Linked DNA regions of Oryctolagus cuniculus: region 1 is linked to region 2. Evidence: chromatin contacts called from public Hi-C data. All regions are on one chromosome and are shown on one strand. Each heading gives the region's core, a stretch centred on a gene start, on an enhancer-like site or on the middle of the called end of the contact. The rest is flanking DNA. Distances are from core to core; before and after follow the strand shown.

Evidence for each region. A called contact is a pair of places that touch in the nucleus more often than the background predicts.
Region 1: a contact with region 2 is called in a Hi-C map of embryonic fibroblasts, with 2.4 times the contacts expected there. The contact joins the enhancer-like site here to the promoter of SNX18 in region 2. A contact is called at or near these places in 5 of 6 Hi-C or Micro-C datasets (ear pinna, embryonic fibroblasts, liver and 2 more).

The regions. Positions count from the first base shown.
Region 1 is chr14:75,449,910-75,454,040 of mOryCun1.1, forward strand. The region is part of intron 2 of SNX18 (sorting nexin 18); the gene reads left to right. Among named protein-coding and RNA genes, the nearest start is that of SNX18, 150 kb to the left of the region's middle. Within about 2 kb of position 2,427, at least 1 of the 8 cell types and tissues checked has an H3K27ac peak or open chromatin away from gene starts, as enhancers often do.
Region 2 is chr14:75,300,212-75,304,062 of mOryCun1.1, forward strand. It overlaps SNX18 (sorting nexin 18), which reads left to right and starts at 1,500. Exons shown (of 8, transcript XR_011382047.1): 1 at 1,500-3,328.

The DNA.
Region 1 (4,131 bases), core at 1,177-3,676, 150 kb after region 2:
TTGATCAGAGAGACAAAATTGGTTGAATGAATGAAAGAGCAAGAGAAGCAGAGGAGGCCTCAGAATCAGCCCTGAAGGCATTCGGATCTGGCTGAAGGGCCCATGAGAGTATTTCAGGCATGGAAAGCCAAGACACTCTGGCAAATAAATAAATAAATAAAAATAAAAAAATAAAAAGACCTAAATGAAAGATCTCTGTGAGTGAGATCCCAGTGGAAAGAACAGGCCATCAGAGAAGGAGGTACCTTTCTCTGAAGGGAGGAGAGAACTTCCACTTTGACTATGACCTTGTCTAAATAAGATCGGAGTCAGCAAACTCAAAAGGCTTCCACAGCGTTGGCAACTCATGACAAGAGCCTAGGGTGATTACTGTTGCCATAAACAAGAGTGTCAATTTGTTAAGTCAACAACAGGAGTCACTGTGCACTTACTCTCCATGTAGGATCTCTGTCTTTAATTTGTTGTACAATGTGAATTAATGCTATAACTAGTACTCAAACAGTACTTTACACTTTGAGTTTCTGTGTGGGTGCAAACTGTTGAAATCTTTACTTAATATATACTAAATCAATCTTCTTTATATAAAGATAATTGAAAATGAATCTTGATGTGAATGAAATGGGAGAGGGAGTGGGAGATGGGATGGTTGCGGGTAGGAAGGAAGTTATGGGGGGGGGGGGAAGCCACTGTAATCCAAAAGCTATACTTTGGAAATGTATATTTATTAAATAAAAGTTTAAAAAAAAAGAGAAGCAGAGGAAAAAAGATCAGTTGCTCATGTGTATTGAGGATGTGATAAAGATTGTTGTCATTCAACTGGCCATCTATTTATTTTCCTGAATCATAGACATTTAGCAGTGAAAGAGTTCAGCCCCCTGAAGGAGTCTTCAATCCCAGTATCCATGGCCTAGAACAGAGCTCATCTTGGTGGTAGGGGGCCCAGCTCTACCAGAACTTACGAAATCTAAAAAGCAAGGAATAACATGGAGGGAGTCCTACAGGCGAGACTGCATTTCATTTCACAAAATAAACAAAAGAAACTTTAACTCAGTCATCTGTGAATCAAGGTCTTGGCAATAAAGCACTTGGGGAACGGATGCGCGCAGGAGCCCTCTGCGGGAATGCTGCCCTTGACTCTAAGCTCACAGGGACTGGTATTCAGAGGCCTCAGCAGTGCCCAGCTCCACAGGTGAAGTTAGGAGAATGAGTGATAAAGGTGGCTTATGCAGGTGTGGGCCTTGCTTTCTTTACCTACAGCTATTATGAATCTCTGATGTTGTGATGTGTATGTATGTGAATCTGCACACATACACCCCTCCAAGGCAACGTTTTCTCTTGTGAGATTCAAAAGAAAAAAATTTGAATATGAACGAGAATAAATTTCTTACCACTTCCCCTGGTATTGCACGCGCTGGCCCATGCCCCCACCTCCGCCACCGCCCTCCTACCCAGACAGGAACCGCTTTGCTGTATGGGAAATGTTCGTCGGGAGGAAGTGCCTTGGCCTTAGCCTCTTGCTTTCACAGCATCAAAGGTCAGAGTGGTGAGTGCTATGGAAGAAGCATTGCATGCATAACTTTGAATTAGCACATAGGAAAGAAGGGCTCTCAGAGAGCAGTGGAGAGGAAATGATGGGTGGCAGAAAATGTTGCTCCAAGAACCAGGCTCTCAGCCAGACCCTGACATCATTTTTGAGACTCTTGGCAAGGACTTATGCTTCTCTGGGTTTTGATTTCTTTAATAGCAAAACAGAAAAGTTCTGAATAACAAGGTAAAGCACAATGGTTGCCTCTACCTGGATACATCCCTTGGACGAGAAGGAGGTCATCTTGCAGCTCCTCCAGGGCTTATCTCACAATGCCGGTAGCGCTTCCTGAGACATTGTCTGATGAGGGCCTTCTCTCTCCCCGACAGATGTTCAACAGCCTCCCCACCACCCTGAGGGCATCTCATTTCCAAAGGTCTGTGACTCCTCTCATGTTGTCCTATCCAAGAATAGATAAAAGGGACATTCACATGGTACCCCAAAACCATGGGGCTCACAACTGAGAGATCACCTGCAGAGGTGCCACAGAGGACCACATACCCATAAAGGGGCACCACCCATCAGTCACCCTTTCACTGAATAAATCCACATATTCATTCCTTAACTTCCCCTTTCTTTAAATATTTATTTGCATTCATTCACTCCCTCAACAAATATTACACTGCCAGGATTTGAGGGTATGAAAGTCAACAAAATATGGCCCTTCTCTTCTTGATGTTTAGTGTTCCATGAAGACAACAATGCAGTCCTGAGAAGAGGTTACAGTAGTACCCCTTTATCCAAGGTTTCATGTTCCACAGTTTTAGCTACCCGAGGTCAATAGAGCGCTGACAATATGAAATGAAAAATTCCAGAAATAAATTTTAAATTGAATAAGTTTTAAATTGAGCACCATTCTTAAAAAGTTGATCTCATAGAAGTTAAGAGGATAATGGCAGTTCTGAGAGGCTGGAGAGGGTCGGGGGTAAGAGGTACGGGGAAAGATTGATTAATGGGGGTGGGCCTCTGGTCTAGTGTAAAGATACTGCTTAGGATATTGAAGTCCCACGTTGGAATGGAGTACTTGGATTTGAGTCCCAGCTCTGCTCCCAATTCCAGTTGCTTGCTAATGTTCGCTCGGGGAGGCAGAAAGTGATAGGTGAAGTATTTGGATACCTGCCACCACATGGGTTACCTAGATTGAGTTCCTTGTTCTGGCTTCAGCCTGTTCCAGCTGTAGCTGTTGCAGGCATTTGGGGGAGGTGAAATAGTGCATGGGAGCGCTCGCTCTCTCTCTCTCTCTCTCTTTCTCTCCCTCTCTCATATCAATAAATAAATCTTTTAAAAATAAATAAATAAAGCAAGCACTAGTCTAAGTAGTGTGATGAAATCTTCCACTGTCCCAGCCCATACCACTTGGGACATGAATCATCCTTCTGTGTAGTGTAGCTACCCATTAGTCATCTAGTAGCTGTCTCGGCTAACAGATTGACTATTGCAGTACTTGTGTTAAGTAACCCCTGTTTTACTTAATAATGGCCCTAAAGCACAAGATTAATGATTCTGGAACTTCAGAAATGCCAAATAGAAGCTATAAAGTGTGGACGTCAAGTAAAAAGATGCAACATCTTATAAAGAAGAAAATCATAAGCTGATTCATCTATAATCAGCATAAAGTAAGCTTCATCATAGATATATATGTATGGGTAAAACAACATTCTATATATAGGGTTCAGTATGACCTGTGGTTTCAGGCATCTACTGGGGTTCTTAGAATGTACACCCATGTATGAAGGGGAACTGCTATAATTACATTGCCTTTGATAGAGAAGTCATAGTGTGAATGCTAAGAGAGCACACACACCAGTGTCTCCAGATTTTCGCAAAGGGAGCGACATGTAAGGGTGGGCAGCAGGAGCCAGCAGAGGAAGAAGAGGTAGGATGGTGGTGGTGGGAGCTGCTTCTGTGTTTCAGGCAAGGAACCACCAGTGAAGGCGTGAAGATGAGAGGCCATGGTAGATGCTTTGGAGACTGCATGAGAATAGGGTGTGGAGAATAGGGCGCTTTGAATAAAATGGTGGTGACAAGGAACCTCTGTAGATTCTTGAGCAAGACAATAGCATAAATGCTTTAGAAAAATAATCCGTTTCCTATGTTGAACATGCATTGGTAGTGACAGAGACCAGAGGTAGGAAGAGGAAGAGGAGTAAGGGGATAATAATGAAGGTAAGGACTGGAGTGTTGTCCACAAAAACGGAGACTACAGAACTGGAATACAGACTGTCTTTCAGGTTAGCTGATGGTGTGCTTGGAGAGCCTAGAAGAAAACTCCAGAAAAGAACTAGTCCAGGAATTACCAGGTATTGGGTAGGGTTTGCTTCATATTTACTTGGACTGATTTATCACAGTGGTTTCCAAACTGTGTCCAGTGATTCCTAGGATTCCCTAGAGGTGCTTTAGAGACCTCACTGAACCGGCATAGTTCTACATTGATTACCGTATGCAAGCAAAGACTTGAAAAACAGTGGTGTACTTTTTCATAATATTCATGTTCTGTCCAAGACCTAGTGTTCTTGGTAATACCTAAAGTTGGATGTGTGTGTGTG
Region 2 (3,851 bases), core at 250-2,749:
TGAGAAGAAAAGGCTTTGGGCAAATTATACACTAAAGGAGAGGAGGATAGGGAACAAGGCAACTACAGGAGCTGGGGCTGATTAATATTTCAGGAAGTGATTTTTGATCTGCCTATCTTAAAAATCATGTGAAGATATGGAGACTTAGAGATGACTGGAGACGGATGGACCCTGGCCTCAGGCTAGGAGTGGGGGTGTGACCCATGGGACCCTTTCCAATTCATTCTCCCTGCAATTGCAACTCTGTCAGCCGCCTTCTCTCTAGGAAAGAAGTCGGGGATTTTTGTTTTCCCAAATAACAACGACAGCAGCAAGAGCAGGAGCAAACCCTTGAGCTGCACTCACCACGCCCGGTGTGTGCCGTATACTGGTTCATGTCCTCATCGCTAGGGCACTGGTGCAGTGGTTAAGTCACCACTTGGGACATTTGTGTCCTGTATCGTACTGTCTGGTTCAAGTCCCCACTACACTGCTTTGGCCCCAGCATTCCTGCAATGCTCCCTCTGGGAGGCAGTTCAAGTACTTGGGTTTCTGCCACCCACAAGGGAAACCTGGATAAAGTTCCAGGCTGCCAGCTTCTTCAGCCTGTCCCAGCCCTGGCTGTTGAGGACATTTGAGAAGTGAACCAGTGGATGCAACAGCTAAGTCTCTGTGCCTTTCATATAAAATAAAAACAAAAACCCAACAAAAGACATCCAGCCCCATAACAATTTACATATATGTATATGTGTGTGAATATATATATTCATGTAATATATACATATGTAATACATATATATATATATTACATTACTAGGGGATTCTCACAAGGACCCTGGGAGGTAGGTACAAAATAAACGACTTGCTCAAGGTCACTAACTAGCGTCAGAACAGGTACTGGAACCCTGCAGCCCCACCTGAAGGCTAAGCTCTCATTCCCTGCAGGACACTCATCCTAGGAGGGCACAGGGACACATACAAAATGCCAGCTTCCCGTGCACTTACTTTTTTGCACATTCTAGCTCCTCCCTCCGGCTCTTGTCAATCTCCTGCCTTCTTGGCCAACAAGCTCCAGCGAGCAGAAGAGGTCAGGGAGCGTCAAGAGCCCTCAGCCCAGGCCACCTTTCTCCTTGCAGCAGTCGCGGATATTCGTTGCAAAATTCTTCTTTATACGCGTGGCTCGCGCTGTTCCAGCAGCATTCCCTCAGTGCTCACAGAGGGAAGGTTTATGAAGCGTACTTTCTAGGAAACGTTTTTAGCTTAAAAGCCTTTAAAAAAAAAAAAAGTCTCCGCTAATTCACCCCAATTAGAAACCTCCTCCTGAGGCGGGGCTGCCACCCCGGCGCGCCACTTCGCAGCAGCAGCCACCAGGGGGTAGTGGCCGCCGCGGATCTGGGACCCGGAAGGAGCGCGCGGCGGCTCGGCCATCGCTTGCTCTCGCCTGGCACGCGGCTCTCGGCCGTGGATTAGCGCAGCTGGGGACGTGGGAGGCCGCGGGCCCCGCCCCCGGCCGGCGGCGGCCCAGAGCGGCAGTCGGGACTGCGAGCGGCGCGGAGGGCGCGACCGGCTGGCCGTGGCGGCGGGGTGCGCGCTGCCTTCCGAGCTCCAGTCCGCGCGCGAGGGGGCTAGGGCGCGGGCGCGGGCGGCACCGCGGGGCCCCGTCGGACGGGCCAGGGCGAGAGGGCGCCGGTCTCGCGACCGCCCGCCCGGGGCGCCGGGACCATGGCGCTGCGCGCCCGGGCGCTGTATGACTTTCGGTCGGAGAACCCGGGCGAGATCTCGCTGAGGGAGCACGAGGTGCTGAGCCTGTGCAGCGAACAGGACATCGAGGGCTGGCTCGAGGGGGTCAACAGCCGCGGCGACCGGGGTCTCTTCCCGGCCTCATACGTGCAGGTGATCCGCGCCCCCGAGCCCGGCCCGGCGGGCGACGGCGGCCCGGGCGCCCCGGCCCGCTACGCCAACGTCCCGCCGGGCGGCTTCGAGCCCCTGCCCGCCGCGCCGCCCGCCTCCTTCAAGCCGCCGGCCGACGCCTTCCAGCCGCTGCTGCAGCCGCAGCAGGCGCCGCCGCCGAGCACCTTCCAGCCGCCGGGCGCGGGCTTCCCGTACGGCGGGGGCGCCCTGCAGCCGTCGCCCCAGCAGCCGCTGTACGGCGGCGGCTACCAGGCCAGCCAGGGCAGCGACGACGACTGGGACGACGAGTGGGACGACAGCTCCACGGTGGCCGACGAGCCGGGCGCGCTGGGCAGCGGCGCCTACCCGGACCTCGACGGCTCGTCGTCGGCGGGCGGCGGCGCGGCGGGCCGCTACCGCCTGTCCACGCGCTCCGACCTCTCGCTGGGCGCGCGCGGGGGCCCGGCGCCCGCCCAGCACCACGCGTCCGGGGCCAAGAGCTCGGCCACGGTGAGCCGCAACCTCAACCGCTTCTCCACCTTCGTCAAGTCGGGCGGGGAGGCCTTCGTGCTGGGTGAGGCGTCGGGCTTCGTGAAAGACGGCGACAAGCTGTGCGTGGTGCTGGGGCCCTACGGCCCCGAGTGGCAGGAGAACCCCTACCCGTTCCAGTGTACCATCGACGACCCCACCAAGCAGACCAAGTTCAAGGGCATGAAGAGCTACATCTCCTACAAGCTGGTGCCCACGCACACGCAGGTGCCGGTGCACCGGCGCTACAAGCACTTCGACTGGCTGTATGCTCGCCTGGCCGAGAAGTTCCCGGTCATCTCGGTGCCGCACCTGCCCGAGAAGCAGGCCACGGGCCGCTTCGAGGAGGACTTCATCTCCAAGCGCAGGAAGGGCCTGATCTGGTGGATGAACCACATGGCCAGCCACCCGGTGCTGGCGCAGTGCGACGTCTTCCAGCACTTCCTGACGTGCCCGAGCAGCACGGACGAGAAGGCCTGGAAGCAGGGCAAGCGGAAGGCGGAGAAGGACGAGATGGTGGGCGCCAACTTCTTCCTGACGCTGAGCACGCCGCCCGCCGCCGCGCTGGACCTGCAGGAGGTGGAGAGCAAGATCGACGGCTTCAAGTGCTTCACCAAGAAGATGGACGACAGCGCGCTGCAGCTCAACCACACGGCCAACGAGTTCGCGCGCAAGCAGGTGACGGGCTTCAAGAAGGAGTACCAGAAGGTGGGCCAGTCCTTCCGCGGCCTCAGCCAGGCCTTCGAGCTGGACCAGCAGGCCTTCTCGGCGGGCCTCAACCAGGCCATCGCCTTCACCGGAGATGCCTACGACGCCATCGGCGAACTCTTCGCCGAGCAGCCCAGGCAGGACCTGGACCCCGTCATGGACCTGTTAGCGCTCTATCAGGGGCACCTGGCCAACTTCCCGGACATCATCCACGTTCAGAAAGGTAAAGGCTGGCGCCTGGAGAGCGGATGACGCGGAGTGCGGGGGTTCAGGCCGCGAGGGGTGACGTGGACAGGGCACCAAGGTGGGTTTCAGGCCCATTGTGCAGGTGTGGGAGGGGGGGCGGAGCAGGGACGAGGATGGCTAGGGACTTTTCCCTGGAGTGTGCGACAGGTAGCTGTTTCCTTCCGGCATCCTCCAGGCCGGGAGCGGGCACTTGCCCCAGGAGAGTCCTAGTGTTTTTACGACAGTGCTGTCATTGTAGAGTTCGGATCCTTGGATAAGGAGCTGCAGTCTTGAGGCTAGGGTAGAAGGAACAGGAAACCCAGGCCTTGTTAGGCATGCGTTTGAACCCCGCGGTGTCACTCAGCTGTGGGTATCAGAGGGCCAGGGAGGAGTGGGAAGAAAGGGTGCCTGCGAGGTAAGTAAATCGGACTCTCCCCCTGCACCCAGCTCAGGCAGGGCCTGCTGCCCCAGAGGAACTGGGATGGCCTCTCTGCTCTGGGACAGCTTACGGGACTTCTTGT